2 separate regions of the Mus musculus genome follow, and region 2 is linked to region 1. Evidence: chromatin contacts called from public Hi-C data. All regions are on one chromosome and are shown on one strand. The core of a region is the stretch at or near the end of the contact, and the rest is flanking DNA. Distances in the headings are between cores, read along the strand shown.

Region 1 (4,360 bases), core at 1,110-3,609:
AGGCTGCACCAGCTCAGCGCCTTGTTTGGAAGCAAAGGCCAAATTCCCATTCCACATTAATGAAACCTTGTTAGCTGTGAACACTGGAGCTGAACTGAGCTAGTGAGAGAGATGCTGGGCCATCGGTACAGGGGAGAGGGGTGGGGCAGAGGAGAGAGGGGTGGGGGCAGAGGGGAGAGAGGCAGGGGGCAGAGAGGAGAGGGGCAGAGGAGAGAGGGGTGGGGGCAGAGGGAGAAGGGTGGGGGCAGAGGGGAGAGAGGCAGGGGGCAAAGAGGAGAGGGGCAGAGGAGAGAGGGGTGGGGGCAGAGGGAGAGGGGTGGGGGCAGAGGGGAGAGGGGCAAGGGGCAGAGAGGAGAGGGGCAGAGGAGAGAGGGGTGGGGGCAGAGGGAGAGGGGTGGGGGCAGAGGGGAGAGAGGAGAGGGGCAGAGGAGAGAGGGGTGGGGGCAGAGGGAGAGGGGTGGGGGCAGAGGGGAGAGAGGCAGGGGGCAGAGAGGAGAGGGGCAGAGGGGAGAGGGATGGGGGCAGAGGGGAGAGAGGCAGGGGACAGAGAGGAGAGGGGCAGAGGGGAGAGGGATGGGGGCAGAGGGGAGAGAGGCAGGGGGCAGAGGGGAGAGGGGTGGGGGCAAAGGGGAGAGAGGCAGGGGGCAAAGGGGACAGGGGTGGGGGCAGAGGGGAGAGGGATAGGGGCAGAGGGGAGAGGGGTGGGGGCAGAAGGGAGAGAGGCGGGGGGGGGGCAGAGGGGAGAGGGGTGGGGGCAGAGGGGAGAGGGGTGGGGGCAGAGGGGAAAGGGGTGGGGGCAGAGGGGAGAGAGGCAGGGGGCAGAGGGGAGAGGAGTGGGGGGCTGGTGCATTTGGAGATTATTGCTATTTTTATCTTCTTAAAGAATGGGAACTTTAATATTTATTAAAAATAAAACTTTTACCATTACATTAGATGAAGAAAAGACAAAGTTGAAATCCAACATCACTTAAATGGAAAAAAAAAAAAAAACCACGAACCAGGATTGCAAAGTAGTAGACTTAAATATCTGTGCTTTCAAATTTTCTCTACCCCATCCCAGATTCATGTTGCCAAATTTCTTTAGATTTCTCCAAGTCTCTCCTCCTATTGAGGTGGCATTTTCATGGTAGGCTACGGGTGGGCAATCTTGTTTACAAGGGGCATCTGGTTCTTACAAATCCTGTAAGACAGAGCAGACAATCAACCTTCCAGCTGGCCAAGGGAAAACAGCCTGTCTGCACTGAACAGATCCAGGCTCCATTAATGACTAGCATCAAGAAGAGACAAGGAACGCTGGCCCAGAAATGTACGCAGCAACATGATTGGCCCCACTGCTGTATTCTTGCCTTGGCATAACAACCACAGGATGGAAAACATCTGGAGCAAGCCACCCTTCTTGGATCTCTGCTAGAGATGAAGGCAGGAAACAGCTCACACCGGAGCTAGGTGTCCGTGTCCATCAGTGATCACAAGAGGTTTAAGCAAGCAGAACTCCTGTGTGAAATTCCATAACTCACACAAGGAAGCCCAGGGTCCAGCTGACCCAGAGCCAAGAAGAAAGTTCTAGAACTAAAGAGGTATGGTTGCAGAACAGCTTTTCCCTCTGGTGAACGGTCTGTGAAACCTCTAAGACTCTCCATAGCTCTACCCTCGCTGAGCACATAACTGAGGTCTTACATGGGAACTGTGTAGGAAGCTCAAGAACATGCCAGTGCATACAGGTGTGCCAGTGTTCATCCGATCCTTGCCCAGTGTGTTTTCAGTCTAATTATCTAACTGAGATTTGGTTGAGGAGTGGCACTTGTGTGCAAGTGTCTGCTTGTTTGCTTATATAAAAAGGCAGAACGTGCCCAGCCTTAGCATTTTAAAGTTATAGATGCATATAAGAAAAGTAAATGGAGAAGTGTTTCAGAATCACCAATTGCAGGACCCCGTGTTTTACAACGGAGGAATCCAAGGGAAACTAAGGTGTCTTTCATTCTGGCCTTGCTCCAGCCACGGCAGGGCAAAGATGGATCCCAAGCAGCGACCTTAGACAGCACTGACCCAAGCTGCAGGCTGTCGGGAGTGGGGTTGGAGATGCGACAAGAAAGATTCACAGATGAAGAAACAGCGTCACCTAGTGGCGATCTATCCGTTTCCAAGCCATCTTGTGATACAAAAGCGCTCTCTTTTCTGTACCCCAATTTCCCAAGACAACTAATATTTCAGAATGTTTTATCTTCGCGGGCTCTCCAAAGCTCAAGTGGGTTGCCATCCAAAACGCGTTGCCTAACACGTTTCCCAGCCTCTTATGCTACTTTCCAGGGTCGACTCGGCAACTATCTGCTTCAAGGGCCGTGTCCATTTTGCTATCGATCTCTGTGTGCATCTTGCTTCAATTCCGGACATTGCCCGGGGCGGTGCTGCAAACAAGCATGTAGCTGTGTCTTGGTCAAGTTTATTTGTTAGCTCATCTTTCTTGTTCTCAGGTGTTTGCTGCTTTCACTGTGTTTGAGAGGCCAGACCTGTTCCCACATCAGGACCCTAACTTTGGAGATAGGAAAACAAAACAAAATATGTTGTTGATGTTATTTTTCTTTTTTTAAGTATGTGCAGCATCTCAGGGTGATGGGGAGGAGGAAGCCCAGAGTCAAGAGTTCACTGAGAGCATCCACAGAGCCAATCTGCCACCATCTTCATGAAGTTCACCTGTATAAACTTACAAAGGATCTCCACAGCTGGGCTTGTTGACTCTTCCCCGTCCCTCATAGAAGGATGGTCAGGGAGGGTCACAGGACCATCACCTGGGTATCCAGCAACTCCTTCCAATTAGGCGTATGCTAGTCTGCCCTAATTGCACATGACATCAAAGAAGAGCTTGGCGTTTATAGACTGGAAAGGACTGGGGAGGGGTCCCACCTATAGCCAAAGGGGCAGTTACCATTCATGTTGGATACAGATATTCCAGTGTGGTGGCTTTAAGGCTGTACATGATCCTGTCTCCAAACTCCATTGCTCTGTCAGTAAGCCTAATAAATTCACAGATTGCCCCAGAGTCAATATTTGGTGGATCCATGCCTCCCTTTGTCCTTTGGACCTCTGTGGGAAGGGTAGACATTGTTTCTATCTCCCCAAGAGAAGACATTTTAGCAACACTGAGAAAGAAGCAAGAGCCCAGGAGGAAGCCAGGAGGGAAATGAGACAGAAAAGCAATTTAAAACCACAGTAGGAAGATGCTGAGATGCTATTCAGAAGAACTTGGCCTCAGTATACAATTAGATTCCACCAAATTATGTACCACGGCAAAACAACTGCATGCAAGACTCCAGAAAACACAATACTTTACTCACCCTAACCATTTAGAACTATTTCCTCCACAAAATGGTCCCTTCATTTAATAGCTAGAAAAACAGGACCCCTGAAGATGAGTTGTTTGTCAGGATTGGGGTGAGACTTTGTCTACATTGGGTCTATTGTGTTCTAATAAAGAACAGTTAAGTAAAACAAGAAATATTTTTAGGAGAATAAATTAATTTCAAGCCAGAAACTCCCTATGGTCATTCAGTTTTGTCCTTACTTATCTGCTGAAAATACATTTGCATATCCACATTGTCTATTGTAATTATATCATCCCCAAACAGAATGAGTCTGATTTCTAAGTGAAATAACTATTTAATAGATGCTACTCTTAAAATATAAATATAAGAAATATAAATATTTCCAAAGTAGATGATTTCCAAAAATAAAAGGAAGCAAGCCATTGTGGGCTGAAAGCAAGAGATCACTTAAAACATCAGAGGAGCATAGCTGTATATGAGCTTCTGGAAAGTTCTGACTCTGCTGGCTTCATAAAAGTGTTAGCCCCATTAGTGTCGGAGGTAAAGATAGTCAACAGGCAATGTTAAAATGTATTTGTAAGAGGAGCTCAGTACAGCTGCAGTTATATATGGCAAGGTCATCATGAAGCTCATTATTTTAGATCCTAACTGAAGAATTAATGTAAATTTGTCTAATAAGACAATCATGACTAATTCTAAGGGTGGTCGGTCAACACTTTCTCTTTCTGCAATGCTCATACAATTAGAATATTTGCTCACTAAAGTCTTGACAAAAAGGACAGCTCTGTCACTCCTGCTATGTCAAGTCTCACAAAGAAGCTCTGGGTCCCGTGACTTGCCTATACATAATGCAAAATGTGTGTCTGGGCTGACATTTTTCTTTAAATGAAAACCAGACATTTCTCACAGAGCTAAAAGCTAAAGTCCTATGATCCTGCACATTGGCTGATGCTATTACTGTAGCATTTTATGTTAAGGTGAGCATTCCATTCATTGGATGAACACCCAGTGGTTTAGGGAACTAGATGGGCTGTCATGAC
Region 2 (4,360 bases), core at 1,340-3,839, 340 kb before region 1:
TAGTAAACTCCAAGTTTGCTTCAAATTTTTATTTAAAAACAATTCTTTAGCATATGTAAAATTTTGCCATTCGTTAAGACACAAATCAAGTTTGCACCCTGGTGAGATGACTCCGCGTATTTATTTTCACATAAAGAGTTAAATTCCAAATGAATGTTTGATACTGCAGGACACAGAATGTCTTCAACATTTTTCCAAGTTGATTGACATCTTGATTTTTTTTTGTCATCAATGCTAAGAACACTACTTTATGTAGCAAAAGTATTATTTAAGACCATTTGAGAAACTGTCAGAAATTCTGTCCTAATCCCAAGTCAATTTAGTTACTGAAACTTTATGGAACTCAAATCAGCAACCGAAACAGTAATTTTAAAAATCAAATATTCTTACACACTACAATCCAAAGATACAGGAATTTGATTCTTACATGCTGAGAAATGACTCTGAGAAAACACTGAAAACCTTGGTTTCTCATAATTAAACCATTGTGTTTCCGTAAGAACAGAACTTTATGTAAACAGTAAGATCACCGCAATTCATAACATAAAATCATCTTAATGTGAGCCACAGTATCTCAGGCCGTGTCCATTGGCACTCTGAGGTATGGCATCGGGCTGTCCCTGGCACAATGTGCACAAGTTGTATACTCAGAACTAAGGCTTACACAAAACAGGCAGGCGCTGCCGAAATGACTTCACATTCACTGTGTGTTGGATTTTTAGATGAATTCTTTGTTGTGCATATTCAGATATATTTCACTATTGCCAAAATGTTCATGACCCACCATCTCTTGACATGCTTTGGTACAGTGTCACGGTCCATGATTGAGGGCACTCAGATGTAAACAGGCTCAGAGGACTGGATCTCTTTGATAGACATAGACTTCCAGAGTATAAGGTATCCTTTTCAATCTACTACAGTTCTGTAATATTTCACTTTTAAAATTTTACATTATTATTATTATTGAGACAGGGATCTACTATGTAGCTCTGGCTGGCCTGGAACTTACTATCTAGAGCAGGCTGGTTTAGAACTCAGAGATTGCTCTGCCTCTGCCTCCTGAGTGTTACCTTTTGCCTGTGGGCAGTGTGTATCTGTGCAGGTATAAGGCTGTTACTGAGTGTCTTATCAAATCACTCTCCATCTTATTTTTTTAAAACGGGGTCTCTCACTGAAGCATGGATTGGCTAGGCTGATTGGCCATTGAGCTACTGGCATCCACCTGTCTCAGAGCCTCAACCCAGCACTAGGGTTACACGTGTGCGCTGCCACGTCGATGCAGTCTTCACATGGGTCCTGAGAATCCAGACTCAGGTGCTTTGCCAAGTGAGCCATGGTCCCAGGCCAAGGTCTGCTCTTTTAAGTTTAAGATAAAAACTTCTACTTTTTTTTTTGACCACTTACTTACTCTTCCTGAACCATTAAGACATGTGTAAAAGTCTGAAAGTAATACATACCCTTTTCTCAGACTCATGAGAATTAAAGCACAACATGCTAAAAACCATGTCCTGCACAGCCTTTCCTAAGGTTACTAACACAGGTCTTCAGGCCATCCTACATACCTGTTAGTATGAGCATCTTAGTCTAAGGCAAGTTTACACATTGAGATATGCCTATATCCTCTCACCCAGCAACTTTTCTGAATTGTTGACAATGTACGGGGCGTGCTAGGTGTTTATATTTAGACTAGAACACTCGTCTGATATCCTGAATGTTTTCATGGAACGCTGATCAACTCGGTGCTTGGTTTTAATAAAACAGCTATGATGTAGCCAAGGATAAAGGAACCAGCACCAGTAAGGATGTCTCAGCAACATCTGCAGTCTTGAAGGGAACAGTTGAAGACTGAGGGGTCCTGGGGATCCACTGCATTTCATTCTGAATAACAGAGCAATCTAGGGGTAAGGCACATTCAGTGAGTGTCAGTGAGGTAGCTAGTGTGATCTCTCTTTATCTGCACTCCAGCAGGGATGCCTACAGAGGCACATTGTAGAACCACGTGGAATTAGTCCCGAGATTCCATGGAGTGCGGCTATTCAGAGAACTGTATCTAGCTCTGAACGAATCCTGAAGTGTCCTGGGCCATTTGCTTTAACTGGCTGATGACTCCAGAGACTTGTACATTTCTAGTTCCATTCTTGGAAGCTTTTGGCATAAAATGTCTTTAGCTAAATTTAGCCTTTCCCACTTTAACCAAAGTCCAGTGGTTTTTGTTCATTGGTTTGTTCTGTTTTGTTTCTGTAATAGAGTGTGAAGAAAGCACACAGCTAACTTGTTTCCCCAGAGTTTCTCTGTGTTGCTCAGGATGTCCTGAAACTCACTCTGTAGACCAGGCTGGCCTTGAACTCAGAGATCCACCTGCCTCTGCCTCCTGAGTGCTAAGATTTAAAGCATGCACCACCACCACCTGGCCCCAGAACCTTAAGTGACATCTGGCATCACAAAAGTCCGGGGGTCTGCTCTGTGTTTCTCATCAGCACAGACAGGCCAGGCCTGGCCATTTATGAACTGGTCTGTGGGAAGAGGAAGAAAATAGCCTTGGTCAGACTACAGCTCCCATCCAAGGGAAAGACGCAGATCCATCACAATTACCACACTGCTTAACCCTAAGCAGCCAAAAATAGGAAGGAGACGTGGTAGTGTGTCTGCGAGACTGATACCACAAAGTGAGATTTAGCCTGACGTCACGACAACAAGCAAATAAAGGCAGCTCTGGGGCAAATTAAATTAATTGCACAAACACCAGGATGAGTCATTCAAATACCAGAAGGAATTTTGATCTTAAAATAACCTCTTTTTTTTTCACATTAAGTTTTCTTTTGACGGAGTAGGGTCAGACTAAAATTGCAGCGGTCTCCCTGTGTCACCTTAAGGAAAACTAAAGTTCACATGCTACTCCATATGCCTGTTGGTAGAAAGTAGTTTTATTCTCGAGTCACATTTCATATGATCATGAAGTAAACCGCTGACCCCAAAAGCTGATGCCGCTTTAGGAGAGGGTGAGGTTGGGGTGGTCTCTCTCAGTCTGTGTGTGTGAAGCTCTGTAATGGCTGCTCTCAGCCTTCCGTATGCTTCTACCCTTTAACACAGTTCCTCATGCTGTGGTGACCCCCAGCCATAGAATCATTTCCATTGACACTTCATAACTATAACCTGGCTACTGTTATGAGTCATGATGTACATATCTGATATGGGACCCAAAGGGTCAAGACCCACAGGTTGAGAAGCACTGCTCAAGAGAATGACCAGCCTGGGACAGAGGTGCAGGATACCAGTGTCGCCTTGCCCTTCCTTCTGAACCCAGGAGGCAGAACAACAATGCTAACAAAGAAGAATTGTGCCAACTGATGTGTTTATAAAAAGATAAAGAGGTATAAGACATGTTCTATTGGGGTGTGCCTCAGTGGGCACATACCAAGGCATCCCTTTGCCCTGAGAGACCAGCCATACGACAGTATAGTATAGAATAGAATTTATTCAGGGCATGGGGAGGGGAGCTAAGAGGGTAGTAGAGGCAGAGACAGGGAGAGGAAAGGAGGAAGGGGAGGGGGAGGTGGGAGGGGGAAGGGGAAAGGGAGAGAGAGAGGGAAAGGGAGGGAGAGGGGAGGGGAGGGGAGGGAAGGGGAGGGGAGGGGAGGGGAGAGAAGAGAAGAGAAGAGAAGAGAAGAGAAGAGAAGAGAAGAGAAGAGAAGAGAAGAGAAGAGAAGAGAAGAGAAGAGAAGAGAGGCTGACCATGGACACCTGGAGAGAGGGGGAAGGGAAGATCCTAACAGGGCAAGAGAGAAGCAAGAGGGAAGCAGAGTAAAAGGGGGAGGAAGGGGGCAAGCAGCCCCTTTTATAGTGGGTCAGGCACATCTGGCTGTTGCCAGGTAACTGTGGGGGGATGTTTAGACAGAAGGCTAACACCAACAGTAACTGAATTTGTAACATGAATATAGGGACAGAATTTTGTTTCTCATCCTAGAAAAGGCCCTAGGCCCTGTCCTTACATCAGCTTCACTGAGGCTAGCTTTGGCAGGAGCCCTAAGAAGCTGGTCCTTTGATTATCTCACCCTCTGTCACTCTCTCTTCTCCCTCCTCTCCACCCCCTCGGGACCTGTTCCTGTTTCCTCCTTTCTTCCAAGAGTCCTCTTTACTTGCTGGTATCAAGTTTACACTCAGGCGCTGACTGTCATCTTTCCTGGTATTTCCTTGGGAAGTCGAGGACTTGGGATAAAGAAAGTTTCTAGGTTAAACAGCACACACGGTGGCAGCTCCTCCACCCACCCCCTCACCTTCCTCCCCCTACCTGTGTCAACCTCTGGAAGTTTTCTAAATGGTGTAGCATGATTCATGGGCACATGAAACCCAAAAGTCTATC

Evidence for each region. Hi-C and Micro-C count contacts between places; a contact is called where the count stands out from the background.
Region 2: a contact with region 1 is called in a Hi-C map of bone marrow-derived macrophages, with 22 read pairs. The contact joins two enhancer-like sites. A contact is called at or near these places in 4 of 15 datasets of contacts at CTCF or cohesin (the NIH/3T3 cell line, large pre-B cells and pro-B cells), 22 of 484 Hi-C or Micro-C datasets (B cells, the C2C12 cell line, the G1E-ER4 cell line and 14 more), 7 of 115 datasets of contacts at active chromatin or transcription factors (the NIH/3T3 cell line, T-cell acute lymphoblastic leukemia, a colorectal cancer cell line and 4 more) and 1 of 9 other capture datasets (embryonic stem cells).

Annotation. Positions count from the first base shown.
Region 1 is chr10:21,463,285-21,467,644 of GRCm38.p6, reverse strand. No RefSeq gene overlaps it. Among named protein-coding and RNA genes, the nearest start is that of Aldh8a1, 88 kb to the right of the region's middle. Within about 2 kb of position 2,359, at least 41 of the 459 cell types and tissues checked have an H3K27ac peak or open chromatin away from gene starts, as enhancers often do. A contact at or near this core is called in bone marrow-derived macrophages, where this site is marked.
Region 2 is chr10:21,807,995-21,812,354 of GRCm38.p6, reverse strand. No RefSeq gene overlaps it. Among named protein-coding and RNA genes, the nearest start is that of Platr6, 48 kb to the left of the region's middle. Within about 2 kb of position 2,589, at least 9 of the 459 cell types and tissues checked have an H3K27ac peak or open chromatin away from gene starts, as enhancers often do. A contact at or near this core is called in bone marrow-derived macrophages, where this site is marked.